5 separate regions of the Mus musculus genome follow, and regions 1, 3, 4 and 5 are each linked to region 2. Evidence: chromatin contacts called from public Hi-C, HiChIP or PLAC-seq, Micro-C and promoter capture Hi-C data. All regions are on one chromosome and are shown on one strand. Each heading gives the region's core, a stretch centred on a gene start, on an enhancer-like site or on the middle of the called end of the contact. The rest is flanking DNA. Distances are from core to core; before and after follow the strand shown. Region 1 holds the start of Tmem42 (transmembrane protein 42). Region 2 holds the start of 9530059O14Rik (RIKEN cDNA 9530059O14 gene). Region 3 holds the start of Snrk (SNF related kinase). Region 4 overlaps Ano10 (anoctamin 10). Region 5 holds the start of Ano10 (anoctamin 10).

Region 1 (2,700 bases), core at 44-2,543, 450 kb after region 2:
AATCTCTCCAAACCCCAGTAATCCATCCTTTTATTTCATCCACAAAACCACCCGCATGAGAAGCAAGGTAGCATGTAAGAATGTCCATGAAAAAGCTCTTTAACAGGGAATAAAGTGTTTCTTCCAAGCCCCATACATTAAATATTATTTGTATTTTATATATCAACAAAACAAGTTTTGCTGTGTAGCCCTGGCTATGTAGAGCTATTTAGAGCAGGCTGTTCTCGGACTCACAGAGATCCACTTGCCTCTGCTTCCTCATGTGTACCAACCACCACACTTAGCTCACGTTATACACTTCTACAGCTCTCCTTTAAGGAAATGTATCCCTAACATATATCCATACACACTGCCATTGACTGAATTCAGGATTTTTCATGTATTATGGAAGCACTGAGCTATAACCCCAACTCTCCTTTATTACAAAAACAAAAACTTTTTGAGAGTCTCAAAAAGTCCTTGGCTTGCTTAGTACCTCTCTGTTGGTCAGGCTGGCCTCAAACTCAGTAATTCTACCTCAGCTTCAGAAGTGCTAGGATTACGGGTGTGTGCCACCATGCCTGGCTGCCAGCCCTCTCAAGTGAGACAATGTCTCCCTAAGTTGCTCAGGATGACCATTAACTGCCTCAGCATCCTAAGCATCTGGAATTACCGACAGTAGATGACATTTTACGGTTTGTTTGGGTTTTTTTTTTTTTTGGTTGTTTTTTCAATTTTTTTGTCGTTCTCAATTACTTTACACGAACTTAGAAGTGACTGTGCTTCTGATGGTCCAGGCAGAACAAACGTTTTCCCAAACAACGTTCTGTCTCAAGCGGCCGGTCTCCAGATCCATCATCTCCTGCGTCCACGAGGGAGCAGAGGTGCTTTGAAGGTGCAGCTTGGCTTCAGGATTAGCATGTTAGGTGCGCATCCATGTAAAGTGGCAGACCTCCCCGTCTTCTCAGAAGCAGGTTCCCCTTGACTGCAGGGCTCTTTCAGAAACAAGGTTACTTCCGCCGCAGGTTCTCCTCGGAGATAAACTCCCCTCCTCCCCAAGTTCACGTCAGCAGATTCCTCTCTCACAGTAGGTACCTCTCGGTAGCACGCTTCCTTCAGTGGCGCACGGTCCTCGCTACCGGATTCCCATCCCCCAGGTTCGCCGGAGCCGCAGGCTCTCCTTAGTCGCGGGTTTGCACACGCTGCAGGGTATGGGCTCCAGATTCCTTTCATTTGTAGGCTCGGCTCGGCTCGGCTCCGGACTCCACTGCAGCAGATTCGCCTCACTCGCCTGGCTCCGCCCTAGCCGGGCTCACGGCGGGTGGCGGCGTGCGTGGCAGTCGGCCGTGGCGGGCGCAGCGGGCCTCATGGCGGCCGGTCCGCAGTCCTCGGGTGCCGCCGTGTCTGCGGCCGCTTACCCTGACTCACCCGTGGAGTTACCCGCTCGCCTACAGAAAGGCGCGATGCGGCGCCGCTTCTGGGGCGTGTTCAACTGTCTGTGCGCCGGGGCGTTCGGGGCTCTGGCCGCCGCCGCCGCCAAGCTGGCCTTCGGGAGCCAGGTGCAGCCCGGGGCGCCACGCGGGGGCGGGGCGGGGGGAGGGCGGGGCGGGGGGAGGGCGGGGCGGGGGGAGGGCGGGGCGGGGGAGGGCGGGGCGGGGCGGGGAGGAGGGCGGCTTAACCTGGGTTCCCGCCTGCGCCCATGTTGGACCACCTGGTTTTAGGCACTGCCTCCTGGGGGAGGACCTCGAAGCCCACCTCTCAGTTTAAGTCCCCTTGCCATAGCTTTTTTAGCACGTGACACCTAAGGTGAGATAACCGGTTGCCCATCTCTTCCTGTCCTTGGCAAGAGTTCGGACTGAGCGCCTGCGGAGCTTCTGCATCAGAGAATTCGATCCTGACCTGAACAGGGGACTGCTTGATATAGATTTCTGGCGACTTACAGTCCTTTTGTAAAGTCATATCTTTCCAGAAGGCTACTCAGCTACAAGAAATTTGAGGTCTTCGTGGAAGATAACCCTGCCCCCTGTCTGCAGGCAAATTCCTCTGCCTATCAGTCAGGGTCCGCATATGCTTTGTATGAGACGTGTAAACATCTCCCAGTCTTTCAAGGTTATGCCCATGGTGGTTGTAGCTCAGTGACACTTTCTCCTGCAGGTCAATATTGGCTTATGTGTCTTAGGCATCGTTGCCATGGCAAGCGCCAATTCTCTGATGTGGACCTTCTTTAGCCGGGGCCTCAGTTTCTCTATGTCTTCAGCCATTGCATCTGTCACAGTGACTTTCTCGAACATACTTTGCTCGGTGAGTAGCCTGGTGACCTTGTTCTTAGGGTTCTTGGTGAGTTAGTTGTCCTTGGGAAACCCCTGATTTTCCAGGCTCTAGAAAGGACAGGGAGTAAAACAAAAGTTGGGCTGTCTCCAGGCAAGGAACAGTTAAACATGGAAAACTTAGGAGTGAAACCTATGTCACTCTGGGATAACACCAGCTATCTCAATCAAGAACTCTAACATTAGCTATGGGGTCTAGGGGGTCTGGTCAAGGGAACCCAGTCTTGAATTGGAAGACAGCTTAACTTGGGTTTATGATTACTGGGTACTAGCTATGTCCGTACTGGCCCTACCTGCTAGCCTGCTGAGCCTCAGTGCTCAGCTGGGGTGGTAACCTCTTACGTCCACAGAGGAGACAGAAATACGTGGATTGATCATGAAGGTGGTTGCTGGA
Region 2 (2,700 bases), core at 53-2,552:
CCCACCTTCTTCCCCCATCTGTGCTTTGGACTATGCGGTTTCTGCCTTGGCCAAAAACCGCATCCACGTCCAAATACAGTACAAAACTCTCTTGGACAGAAGTTAGAAAGAAGCCAGTGTAGAGAGAGACAGTTTGCTTCTAATAATCTCATAAGAATGCCCACAGTATGGCCCAAGTGGCGAGCAGATTCACGGTCCCCATGTGCTGCTGGGGTTGTCGCAGACGCGTCCACGGGCGTCGCAGCGGACGTGACACCGCATTTTCTCTGAATTCCTGCCATCTAGGATGGTGCAACCAAGGGAGGGGGTCATGGGGAAGCAGAGTGCAAGGCTGCAGAATCCGTTCTCTGCAGAGAACTGGAGCGAGCATGGAACAGCGCAACTCCGAGGGCGTTCACATTCGAGAGAAAAGCAACGCCCGGTCGTGGGTGGTTAATTGCCGGCTTCCCACAACCATGAGGCACGTCCCTGGCGGCGTCACTACCTTATGTTTTAATTTGACCTTTATTGGATCTTTGCTCCCCTGGGCTGAGGACTGGACTTGCACTCAGAAGACCACTGCCCTCTCTGGGGAGGGTGGGCCTTCTACTGCGGTTCCCTTCTCCTGAGGGAGCCTGTTCGAGTTCAGAACCTTGTAGACCTTGGAGTTATCAGGCATTCCCGGGCGTGGTCTAGTCGTGGGTTGCGGGGTTTTCTAGCCTTGGAACTGGGCGGTGTCTGCAATGCATCGCATCGCCTTAAGCTGTTCTCGGGTACTCACTCTCGCCGGTGCGCAGAAAGAGACAGAGAGGGGAGGGGTCACGCTTGACTATGAAGTGCCGGTGGGGTCTATTCAGAGTGTCAGTGTGTGTGTGTGGGGGGGGGGGGGGCTGCAGCAGAGGAGGGAGGGTTCTACTGCCAAGGGCAGGGCGGAGGACTGTGAAGGCCGGTTGGTAGTGTGAATGCCTTCCCAGGTTCAGCTGCGGTGATCACCCGGCACTGCAGCTAAAGGAGCTGGTTGCACCTTGCGTGCTCCCCCGCCTTCCCTGTGTTCCCCGGCTTTTCCGGGAGGAAAGATGGGGTGCCCATAGCGGGTGGGGCGCGCCGGCTGCCCAGTCGGGCGGTCACGTGTCCCCCTCCCCCTCCTACTGCAGCGGGAGTTCCAATCAGAGCGCGCCAGGGGGCTCCTCCCGGGCAGGAACCACCGGGCTCCGCGGCGCGGGGTGGGCCGCCATCACCTGACCGCCCGCCCCCGCCCCCCGCGAGTAAGGGGCGGTGGTAGCGTCTGCTCGGTTACAAATGGCCCCTCCCGCCCCGCTCGCCCGCTCGCTCGAGCTCGGCGCGGACCCGCCCGGGAGCGCTCCTCGCAGCAGCTGCCCGGGTTCCCACCGCCCTACCGGGCGCGAGCGATCAGACTACCTCGGAGGGCGCGCTCAGACACCCAGATGTCCGGCCACCTCAGTGGGTACCCTCGGCACCCTGTGATCCGACCACCCGCGGAGGCGCGCTAGCCCTCTGGGTGGGCGTGCTGGGCTTCTCTGCGGCGGAAGTCTGGACCACAGATTGTGACTTCTTTTCTAGCAGTAGGTGAGTGCCCAGCGGGAGCGCAGGCATGGGATGCCCTCCTACTGTGTGGGAACCCCGGGATCCTCTAGGGCACAGGAGGTTTGGTGTAATGACTAAGTCAAGCTTGCAGAACAAGTCCGAAGTCACTCGCCTTCTGGGCCTCTTTTTCGAGTTTCCCCAGTCCCTGGTTTGGGAAAGCGCTTTGATTTGAGGAATTCTTGTCTTGAGATACTTGACAAAGGTTGAAAAGACACTCAGATAGGAGCCGGGAGCTCTAGCTAGCTGGCGCAGGCTGGGTACACCCGGCGTGTTTGAATGTGGGGGGCGGGGGCCCTTTTGAGAATCAGCCCTGGGTAGGGCTAGGGCGAAGCCTCTGCGTTGGTCCCGTCACTCTGTCCCCAAAAGCCACTTGAAATGCCAAGGAGAGAAGAAACAGTGGCTGTAGATGTTGCTAACCAGCTAACCCCCTCCGTTTCTGATCTACCCCTGTGCTGCAGGTTATTCTGCCAAGGATGTGTGAGACTTGGAAGCGCCTAGGATACACCATTTTTACTTTATGACTTTTTGGCAGAAAATATGCGTTAAAGTGTTGAATTACGAGGGAAGATGGAGAAAATAACTTAATTCGCGTTTTTGTAAAGTTTTTGTTTTAAATGCAAGGCAGTAGAGATGTAGGTATTTGAGTCATATTTTGCGACTATACTTTTGGCTTTATGGTCCATATGTTCCTTATAACCTTTCAAACAAAACCCTAGGGAAAAAAATAGAAATAAATAAAAACCAAGGTGTGTGTGTGTGTGAGAGAGAGAGAGAGAGAGAGAGAGAGAGAGAGAGAACACAGGACTTCTGGGGAACAGAAGACAACCTCCTTTGATGAGTACAGTGATGGCCAATTTAATTTGTCATGTGCCACTGAAGGGGATGTCAAGCTGATAACATGCAGACTGGAGAGAAAATGAAGTAGGAGTTGCCCCTAGAGGAAGAAATAAGCCCTGATCCAATTACGCTGGGGAGAGAGCTGAAGGCTAGCCCTTCTGCACTGGAGCTGAGTCTTCTCAGTGGAGGTGGAAGGGTGCAGTTTGGGATACAAGCTCTGAATTCAGACACCCAGCAGCATAAAGGTGTGTGTGTGTGTGTGTGTGTGTGTGTGTGTGT
Region 3 (2,700 bases), core at 104-2,603, 460 kb before region 2:
AACATACACACACACACACACACACACACACACACACACATGTAAAAAAATAAGAAAGAGAGACATGAAGAAAGAAAAAGAAAACATTTCCACGTCAAATGACACTGTCCTTTCATGATCCTAAGTCAGGTGGGGCCTGCGTGAGCAGAGGCCAATGCTGGGGTTTTCCTATGTGCACTTTGCCACCCAGGGCTAAAGCATTAGGATAATTGAAGGTCTAAGCACACATTTCAGCAGAAGATCGAGACCACCTTCCCAGTCATTCTGCTTCCCAGCCATCTTCAGGCATGCGAAGTGGATGTTGTAGTATAAATAAATAAATAAATAAATAAACAAATAAATAAATGAAGGGAGGAAGGAAGAAGACTTGCCATTTTCTGACCAACAGAGATGGCAAAAGCCATTTAGATTTTTTTGTCCAGTCAGTTGAGTCAGGCTTGGACATGTAAGAAGCTCATTCTGCTTGTGTGTGTGTGTTTTTTCTTCTTCTGTGGATGCAGGAACACAGAAGGAAAAGTAGGGGAGAGAAACCTGGCACCTGGCTTCTTTTCAGGAGCCCCAGAGGACTAGTCTCCATGGCTCATTATCCTTCCAGGAGATAGAGCTGGGAGTTCCCTCCCTCTTGTCCTGCCACCACTAACATCCCTTTCTGAGTCATCTTGGAACAGAACCATGAACAGCCAAGTTAGTGCCTGCTGTGTACTTCTCCACGTTGTTTCTCAGAGGCTGCCTGGCCTGGCCAGTGACTTTTGACTCTAGAGGCAAGCCTGCATTCAGGTGTTGGGCTTTGCTTCTTTCTGCTTTAGTGGTAACAAAAGCAACAGAATTCTTCAAATGTATTCCCAGAGAGAAGAAAAAGTAAAGAAATGTGTATGTATATATATATATATGTGCATATGTGTATGCATGCTTGTGTATATATGATACACACACACACACACACACACACACACACACATATATATATATATATATATATATATATATATATATGCACGTGCATATGTATATTAATTTTGTTGTCTCTCATTGCTTCAAGCTAGATGGGAGATAGGGTGAACATTGATGGATAAAGCGCATGTGCTCCTTGCCCTCAGCCCCAAGATCTCTTCCAATATCCCCTGAAAGCTATAGCTCTAGCTGCTATGCCTGCTGCCGCTGTCCATCGTCCTGGCGCTTCCTTCTGCATAATCTCTATTCTTTCCAGAGTAGGATGTGCTCAGGCCAGGGCCAGGACGCCCTCCAGTAGACCCTGAGCTGGCCTGCAGGTGCGCCGGGTTAACCCCGCCCCGCCCGACCCAAGGCCCCGCCCTCACACAAGACCCCACCCCATCGCTTTCGTCACGATGACGCAAGGCCCGCGCCTGCGCAGCGCGGCCGCACCCCCGGCCGCCCGCTCGGTATTATGATTAGCCCTGGGTGCGGGGTTCCGGCGGCCGGGAGGGAGTTGTCGACGCCGCGGCCGCTGCGGACGGATGCCCGCCTGCCGGCTGAGGTAGGGCGAGCGCGGCGCGGGAGCGTGGGCCGGGTCTGCGCTTCTCCTCAGCGGCCGCCTTAGCGGGGCTGGGCTGGCGCCGCCGCAGGCGGAAAGTAAGTTGCGCGCTCGGCCCGGGGTGCCCTGCGCAGAGGACGCGGCCCGCGGCACCACCCCGGCCCCGAGCTCGCCCGGCCTGCGGGCTTCGCGCAGCCCGGCCCGGCCCTGCCCTTGCGGCCGCCGCGGGATTGCGGCAGCGCGGGAGTCGACGCGGCCCCGCGCCGCGCCCGCAGCGGGCCCCGGGCGACGCGAGATCCACGGGCCTCAGTTTCCCCGTGGGCCGCGAGTCCCGCTGCAGAGCCGGGCGGCCGCCGCCTCACGATAGCTCGGGGACGCGGTTGTCTACGGAGAAGGGCGCTCGGCTGCGGAAGGGGCAGCGGTGCGGCTCCCCGGGGACTGCTCGGATTTTTTCGCGTTAGGAGACGCTGTTCTTTTCCGTAGACATCGCCTGTTGATTTCTTTCCGAACCATTTGCAATAAAAACAAACACCTTGTTGCCTTTTGCTTGGACTCGGGAGCCAGGAGAGTGGCAGCCCTTTAAGCTTAGGCTTCCTCCAGCTGTGATGTTCTTAAACAGTGGGGTCAGCTACAACCTAGGAGCTTCGCTGTGAGTTCGGGTCGTGTATGCATTGGGGAATTTCTCTCCGGGGTTCCTAAGACTGTAGAAGTCAGAGGCTGTAGGGCCTCTGGGCTGTCAGGTTTCTTACTTTCCCTTCCGTTTAAATGAGCGTATTCTCCAAGTCTTAGGAGCCTTGGTGAAACCACCTGGATGCTTGAAGTGTTTTGTCAGGTTTAAGGTGAAGTAAGCGATGGACCTACAGGTGTACAGCTCTTTCTGCTGAGTTTCCAACAGATTCCTGTCCAGGGTCAAAAGGCTCAGTTTGGATTCTTTGTAGGGATTGGGACACTGTCCCAAATTGATCCCTAACTTATCACAGTTCGTATCGGTGCAGTCTGAAGCCCAGGTTGTCAAGGATTATGTAATCAACTTGTTAATTTCTAATCTTGTTACAGTGTTTTCCAGATTTATAAAACCATTCCCTTCAGAGAAATCTGTCTTCAGCGTCTGGTTAAATATTTCTCTTGGAATTGGGTTCTTGAAGACAATTCTGTATGTGTGTTAATTAAACATACTAATTAGACAAGTTTCTTTCAGAGAACATCAA
Region 4 (2,700 bases), core at 58-2,557, 320 kb before region 2:
GCCTGGACAGAGTCAGAACCAACAACAAGGAGGGGTGAGTCGGGGCAGGGAAGGTTGGACTGAGGTGTGGAAGCAAACCCAGCAGGGAAGAAAAAGAAAGGGGAGCAGGAAACTAATATGAGAGCAAACTGTGACACAGTCAACCATCAAGACGTGGGCTGGGGAGACACGCCATGGCCAGCACGGGCACTCGCACTAATGCTGAAAGGAGAAATTCACAGAGCTCAGAGAAGGGAGCCTTAGGTGGTCACTCAGCTACACTCTGACTCAGACATCTCTGCTGTGATGACCTGGTGAAGAACTGATGGTGACAGGGCTGGCACTGTCACACCAGTCAGATCACACCCGTCTCCCGTCACAAGGACTCTGTGCTCACTCTCTCACACAAGCAGTCCCCCTCGGATCTCACCGTTACAGGTGGCAGCAAACCCTGCTCACTCCAAACCCTTGTCTCTGCAGGGCAGGCTGACACACCTCGATCCCGCTGAGGACAGGGTGGGTGCTCTAAGTGGTGGCTCAGTGACAGACTCCACAGTAACCACAGGACACAGCAATCTACATCGTGGCCCACCCTGCTCTAGAGAGGGGGCAACACATTCAACAAAGAGTTAAAGTGAGTAAATCCTGAACAGCTGTCTTCCGAGAGCTGACTATATTATGACTGAAACTAGGAAAAACCCGTCCTCCTCTCTTAGCATACTACATAGATGACCCGCAGTTCCATTTCTAACCAGTAGGGGGCGAGTGCATCCTATAACTTACTTCTCCCATACCCACAAGAAACTGCTTTAAAGGGGTATTTTTCAAACTAGTAATTAAGCATGAACAGAGACAACGGATTCACTAGTCACTAGAACCTAAAATGCAGTCAATCTCCCAACAAACTGTTGGCTCACTTTTGCCTTTAGAGTGTTAGCATTCCGAGGATTAGCATTTAGAGGTTAAATGGTTAGCATTTGGCATATCGGACTGATATAACTGATACACAAGATAACGGGACATCATTCCACACAGGAGTTTGGACTGTGTGGCCCACTGCTGTTTCCACTGGTACTGTGACTCTGCACTTACAGGCGTGGCCCTCGGCTGGAAACAACATCAGAGACAAAAGGATGTCTCAGGCATGAGGTGGCTTCTCAGGGGACTGTGGAACATGATCTGTGGGCTGATGTTCATGGTATTTCCAATATCAAACTTTAACCCATAAAACGGTCACATTCAGTGTGCTCTCCCCTCATGCTCAGGTCTACTGTCCATCCCCGATAAATCTATTGCACAAAGCCGTGTCACGAGCCATGTCTCTAAGGGCAGCGCTAGGTGGCAGTAAGCACACAGACGCCACAGCAGCTTTCACTGTTGGTCCTGACATGCTTGGAGGGTGCAGTGGATCCAACTCTAAAGAAATCCAAGCATCAGAAAGAAGCAGAAGTGTGGAAGTTATCTGGGGTTGGAGGTGTGAGGCCAGGAGACAAGTACAGCCGAGTTTATCACAGGGACTGTTTTCCAAAAGGTCTTTGTTCTGCGACAAATCTTAATCACATAAATACACTTAGATGCTAATGACTTTGAAATGTAACATTTTAAATTGCTTCTTTCTATCAATATGTTAAATTTTTATTTAAAACATAATTTATGTATTTTTTATAATTTGCTGTGGCGTTTTGGATGAGCAAAATTTTACTTAGAGACCATGAATAAATACATTAAAGTAAAACATGCAGTATTATCTGTGAGATAGACATTTTCAAAAGCTAATAAAAGCCGATGGTGAAGCTCGCTTGTAATCCCAGCACCTAGACACAGAGAAAGGACAGTCATGGTTCAGGGCATCCTCAGCTACACAGACACTTTGGGGACAGCCTGGGCTTCATGGCACCCTGTCTCCAAGAAACAAACAGCAACAAAAACTTCAGGGGAAAACAGGGAATGATATAAATTAATGATTTTACTTTATAGAAAATGGATTACTTCCTTTCTTTAAAGTAGTTTGACCCAGTGGTAGTTTTTCGTTGAGTAGAACTGACAAGCAAAAGCTGTGCACAGCTGCGGGTCAGTGTGAATCGCACACACATTACAGAGTGGTTGGCACGGCTGAGCTGACTGACATTCATGTCGCCTAGCAGTTACCTTCTAACTCTGAACTGAATCTCAACATGACTTTATAAACTGACATGATCACACAACCAAAACCTACGTTTTCTAATTTATTTCTAAATGCTCCATTTTTATTTACAGAGAGGCCATATGGCATACAGCTGTCTCAGTAGTGCTACAGTAAAACTGGTTAACTTACTTTTTTTTTTATTGCTGTAATGTTATATCTAACATTTTTTCCAAGGTTGATTTTTGTACTGACACAGAAAAATACTTAAGTTACCAACCAGGGGGAGGGAACTCTCAGGTGTATGAGTACCAACAACTGGAGCCTGGCAGTTTGCAGAGCTGCCCCGAGCCAAGGGTCACCCGAGCCAAGGCAGGAGCATCAGGCCCTGGATCCAATTAGAGGAGCATCCAACCCAGGGAAGCAGCAACATGGAGCCCATGAAAGCTCAGAGAAGGGAAGGTAGAAACAGAGATGGCCACACTCACATCCTCCAGCTTGGAACGGTGCTGCTGTGCAGACAGAACGACTGTCAAGCTTTCTGTGTCTCTCAGGACTCTCATCCCTTCTCGCTCTTTTTAAGCACTTGCCAACCAAGA
Region 5 (2,700 bases), core at 54-2,553, 280 kb before region 2:
ACACGCAACCACACTACAGTCTATCCAAATGCACACTCGTTACAGTTTACCAGGCCTTGTCTATGCCTGTCTGATATTCTGCATCTCTCATTTCTCATCAAGAGGACCTAAATTTGGACTCCAGCACGCAGTAGAGTGCTTCTGTAATCCCAACTCCAGGTGATATGGGAGACAGAGACAGTAAAACCCTAAGAAGCCATAGGGCTGAATGGCCTGGAACAGGCAGCACAGCAGCAAAAATGAAAAGACACAAAGACATCCTATCTCAAACACGGTGGGAGGCAAGGGCCCACACCTGTGTCCTCTGTCCTGTACAAGCCTGTGTGTATCCGTTTGCCTGCACTCACAATAACACGAACGCACAGACAAAAATTTTTAAAAACCAAAAACCAAACCAAAGCAAACCAAAACAAAAAAACCCCAGAAAACAAAACTATATGCCTAGTAAAGTCACAGCCTCTTTGTCTGTGTGAGTGCCCTCGGACGTTCATGCCAGGTAAACAGCAAGCATCTCCCTCCCAGTTTACCCTGGTTAAGGGATGCACGGTTGCATTTAAAATTGTTTAAAGACAGAAAGAGTCCTTAGAAATATCTAGTCCTCTAAGGTTACTGTGACTTTAAATGGAAACCAGGCCACTCACAGTGCACCTGAAACTTTTAAAACTGCCGGGATTCGATTACAACATCAGGGTTTAAGGGATTGCGATTCAACTGTGGAGTGGGAACAAACTTGAAGAGACTTCAGTCAGACCGTCTACGCACCGCCTCAGCTATGGGAAAGAACAAACAGGGTTTCGGGTAGGGACAGGGCTCTGCACCCTTCACTGGAGTCATGCGACACCTATCACGGAAAGCGCACAATGGGCCCGGTCAGAAACCTCAGACCGGATCTGTTCACAACCCTAGAGAGACCGCGAGGTGTGACACAATCAAGGCTACCGGGCACCTTCCCCGAAGTGTCAATCAGAGCAGCCCGACACCCCGGGATCCCATGGTCAGTCAGAGACGGCCCTGCTCCAGGCCTGACGCAAATCCAGAGCCGGCCGACATCCCCCTGCCTCCGCCGGCTTTCACACCCTTGCGGATCTCCAGCCCTGACCAGTGCTTCCGTGGCTCTTTCCCTGTCGCGGGGGGGGAGCATCCCCAGCGGGCCCACCACACGGACTGCGCCCCTCCCCACTCACCGGCCGCCCACGCGGCGTCCTCGGGGACCGCGGGAGCGGGGAGAACCAGGCCCGCGGCGCTAAGGCGGACTGGATACACGACCGGGGCGTGGCGCCTTGGCCGACAGGAGGCGTCAACGACCGGGAGGGGCGGGGCCTTCCGGCTGTCACTCGGCGTGGGGGGCGGGATCACCGTGAAAGGGGCGGTGCCTTAACAGTTGTAAGTCCCGAGGAAGGGGGGCGGAGGTGTCAGAGTGAAGCTTCACTGGCTGACCCTCGGGAGAGGGGTGGGGCCGCGACGGAAGGGGCGGGGCCATGAAGGTTCTCATTTTGGTGGGATGTGGTGGTGCTGCATGGGCGTGGCCTCATCAGCTGTCGTTGTAGAGAGACATGTTAAAGGCGGGGCTGTGGCGAGTGGGGTGGGGCTTGGGTTGCTGTCACTCACGGCAGAAAGGGAGCCTCATCCGGAGGGGTGGGGCCTCGCTAGCGGTCCTCGTGGTGGTATGGGTGCGGGCTGGGTCTTGGCTTTGCTGGGTAGGGAATGGAAGGGAAAGGATAAGGCTCCTTACGCTTTCCTTTTCTTAATCTCTTAGACCAGAATCCAGACACCTGCCCACCTCTACCCTCTACCGTCTAGCCTCCACCCTCCACACCCTTCCAGTTTTTGCCTTCCTCCAGGGGACAAGGCCTTCACCCCAACCCCTGGGGGTGTTCCGGTTTGGAGGTTGTCCTCCTAGCCCCCTCTCTGCCTTAAGGAGCAATTCTTGGCTGGTTTTCAGCAGAATTCTGAAGCTCTCTTCTCTCTGAAAACCAAGGCAAATCTTTCAGAACTTTAACAATTAGAGTCAATTGACGACTCAGGAGACTTGTGGGTTTCAGTTGGAGAGTTCCAATTTTCTCAGCCCCTGAACTTACATTCATCCTTGCATATAACTTCATTCTTTGGTATCTGATTGGAAATGTTTGAAATTTTTTGAAAAACAATCATTTTAATGGAATATCTATTAAATCCTTTTTGCTCAGATAGTCTTTATACTGGAGATTAAACCCAGGGCCTTGTGCATCCTAGGGAAGAGATTATCCCAGCCCTCTTGGGAGTAATCTTATCACAGCTGAATTAACAAAATTTAGTTAAGCTGTGTTGGTGGCCCACACTTTTGTAGTCTCAGATACTCAGCAGACTGAGGCTGGAAGATCACTTGAACTGAGGAACTAGAGACCAGCCTGAGCAATGTAGTGAATCTCCATCTCAAAGCAAAGTACAAGATGTGAGCCTGAGTCATGGTGCCATGCCACTTAGTTTTTGTGAACCTGACACACCAATAGTTGCCTGAGAGGAAATCACATTAAGGAACAGCCTCCATCAGACTGGCCTTTGAGCTTGTGTGTTGGGGGGGAGGGGGGGTAGGGAGGAGCATTCTCTTGATGATGTGGGAGGGCCCAGCACACTATGGGTGGTACCATCCTAAGAGGGTGGAACCTGGCTGTTTAAAAGAGCAGGCAGTAAGCAGCAGTATTCTTCTGTAGTCTTTGCTTC

The links. Promoter capture Hi-C pulls out the DNA fragments that hold promoters and counts their contacts. Hi-C and Micro-C count contacts between places; a contact is called where the count stands out from the background. HiChIP or PLAC-seq counts read pairs in DNA pulled down with a chosen protein or histone mark.
Region 1: a contact with region 2 is called in a promoter capture Hi-C map of liver, with 4 times the contacts expected there. The contact joins the promoter of Tmem42 here to the promoter of 9530059O14Rik in region 2. A contact is called at or near these places in 5 of 39 promoter capture datasets (embryonic stem cells, liver and stem cell-derived epiblast-like cells).
Region 3: a contact with region 2 is called in a Micro-C map of embryonic stem cells, with 6 times the contacts expected there. The contact joins the promoter of Snrk here to the promoter of 9530059O14Rik in region 2. A contact is called at or near these places in 2 of 39 promoter capture datasets (cranial neural crest and embryonic stem cells), 1 of 484 Hi-C or Micro-C datasets (embryonic stem cells) and 2 of 115 datasets of contacts at active chromatin or transcription factors (both in embryonic stem cells).
Region 4: a Hi-C map of cortical neurons shows a contact between it and region 2, with 2.7 times the contacts expected there. The contact joins the enhancer-like site here to the promoter of 9530059O14Rik in region 2. A contact is called at or near these places in 4 of 484 Hi-C or Micro-C datasets (cortical neurons, forebrain and ventral hippocampal neurons) and 3 of 115 datasets of contacts at active chromatin or transcription factors (embryonic forebrain, embryonic stem cells and forebrain).
Region 5: a contact with region 2 is called in an H3K4me3 HiChIP or PLAC-seq map of forebrain, with 4 times the contacts expected there. The contact joins the promoter of Ano10 here to the promoter of 9530059O14Rik in region 2. A contact is called at or near these places in 5 of 39 promoter capture datasets (cranial neural crest, embryonic stem cells, hippocampal neurons and 2 more), 2 of 484 Hi-C or Micro-C datasets (both in embryonic stem cells) and 1 of 115 datasets of contacts at active chromatin or transcription factors (forebrain).

Annotation. Positions count from the first base shown.
Region 1 is chr9:123,020,033-123,022,732 of GRCm38.p6, forward strand. Tmem42 (transmembrane protein 42) reads left to right here and starts at 1,294. Exons shown (of 3, transcript NM_025339.4): 1 at 1,294-1,538; 2 at 2,134-2,280. The coding sequence starts at 1,347.
Region 2 is chr9:122,571,199-122,573,898 of GRCm38.p6, forward strand. 9530059O14Rik (RIKEN cDNA 9530059O14 gene) reads left to right here and starts at 1,303. Exons shown (of 2, transcript NR_015610.2): 1 at 1,303-1,566.
Region 3 is chr9:122,115,913-122,118,612 of GRCm38.p6, forward strand. Snrk (SNF related kinase) reads left to right here and starts at 1,354. Exons shown (of 8, transcript NM_001357775.1): 1 at 1,354-1,495.
Region 4 is chr9:122,247,099-122,249,798 of GRCm38.p6, forward strand. The region is part of intron 11 of Ano10 (anoctamin 10); the gene reads right to left. Among named protein-coding and RNA genes, the nearest start is that of Mir8106, 26 kb to the right of the region's middle. Within about 2 kb of position 1,308, at least 13 of the 459 cell types and tissues checked have an H3K27ac peak or open chromatin away from gene starts, as enhancers often do. A contact at or near this core is called in cortical neurons, where this site is marked.
Region 5 is chr9:122,293,120-122,295,819 of GRCm38.p6, forward strand. It overlaps Ano10 (anoctamin 10), which reads right to left and starts at 1,304. Exons shown (of 13, transcript NM_133979.3): 1 at 1,185-1,304.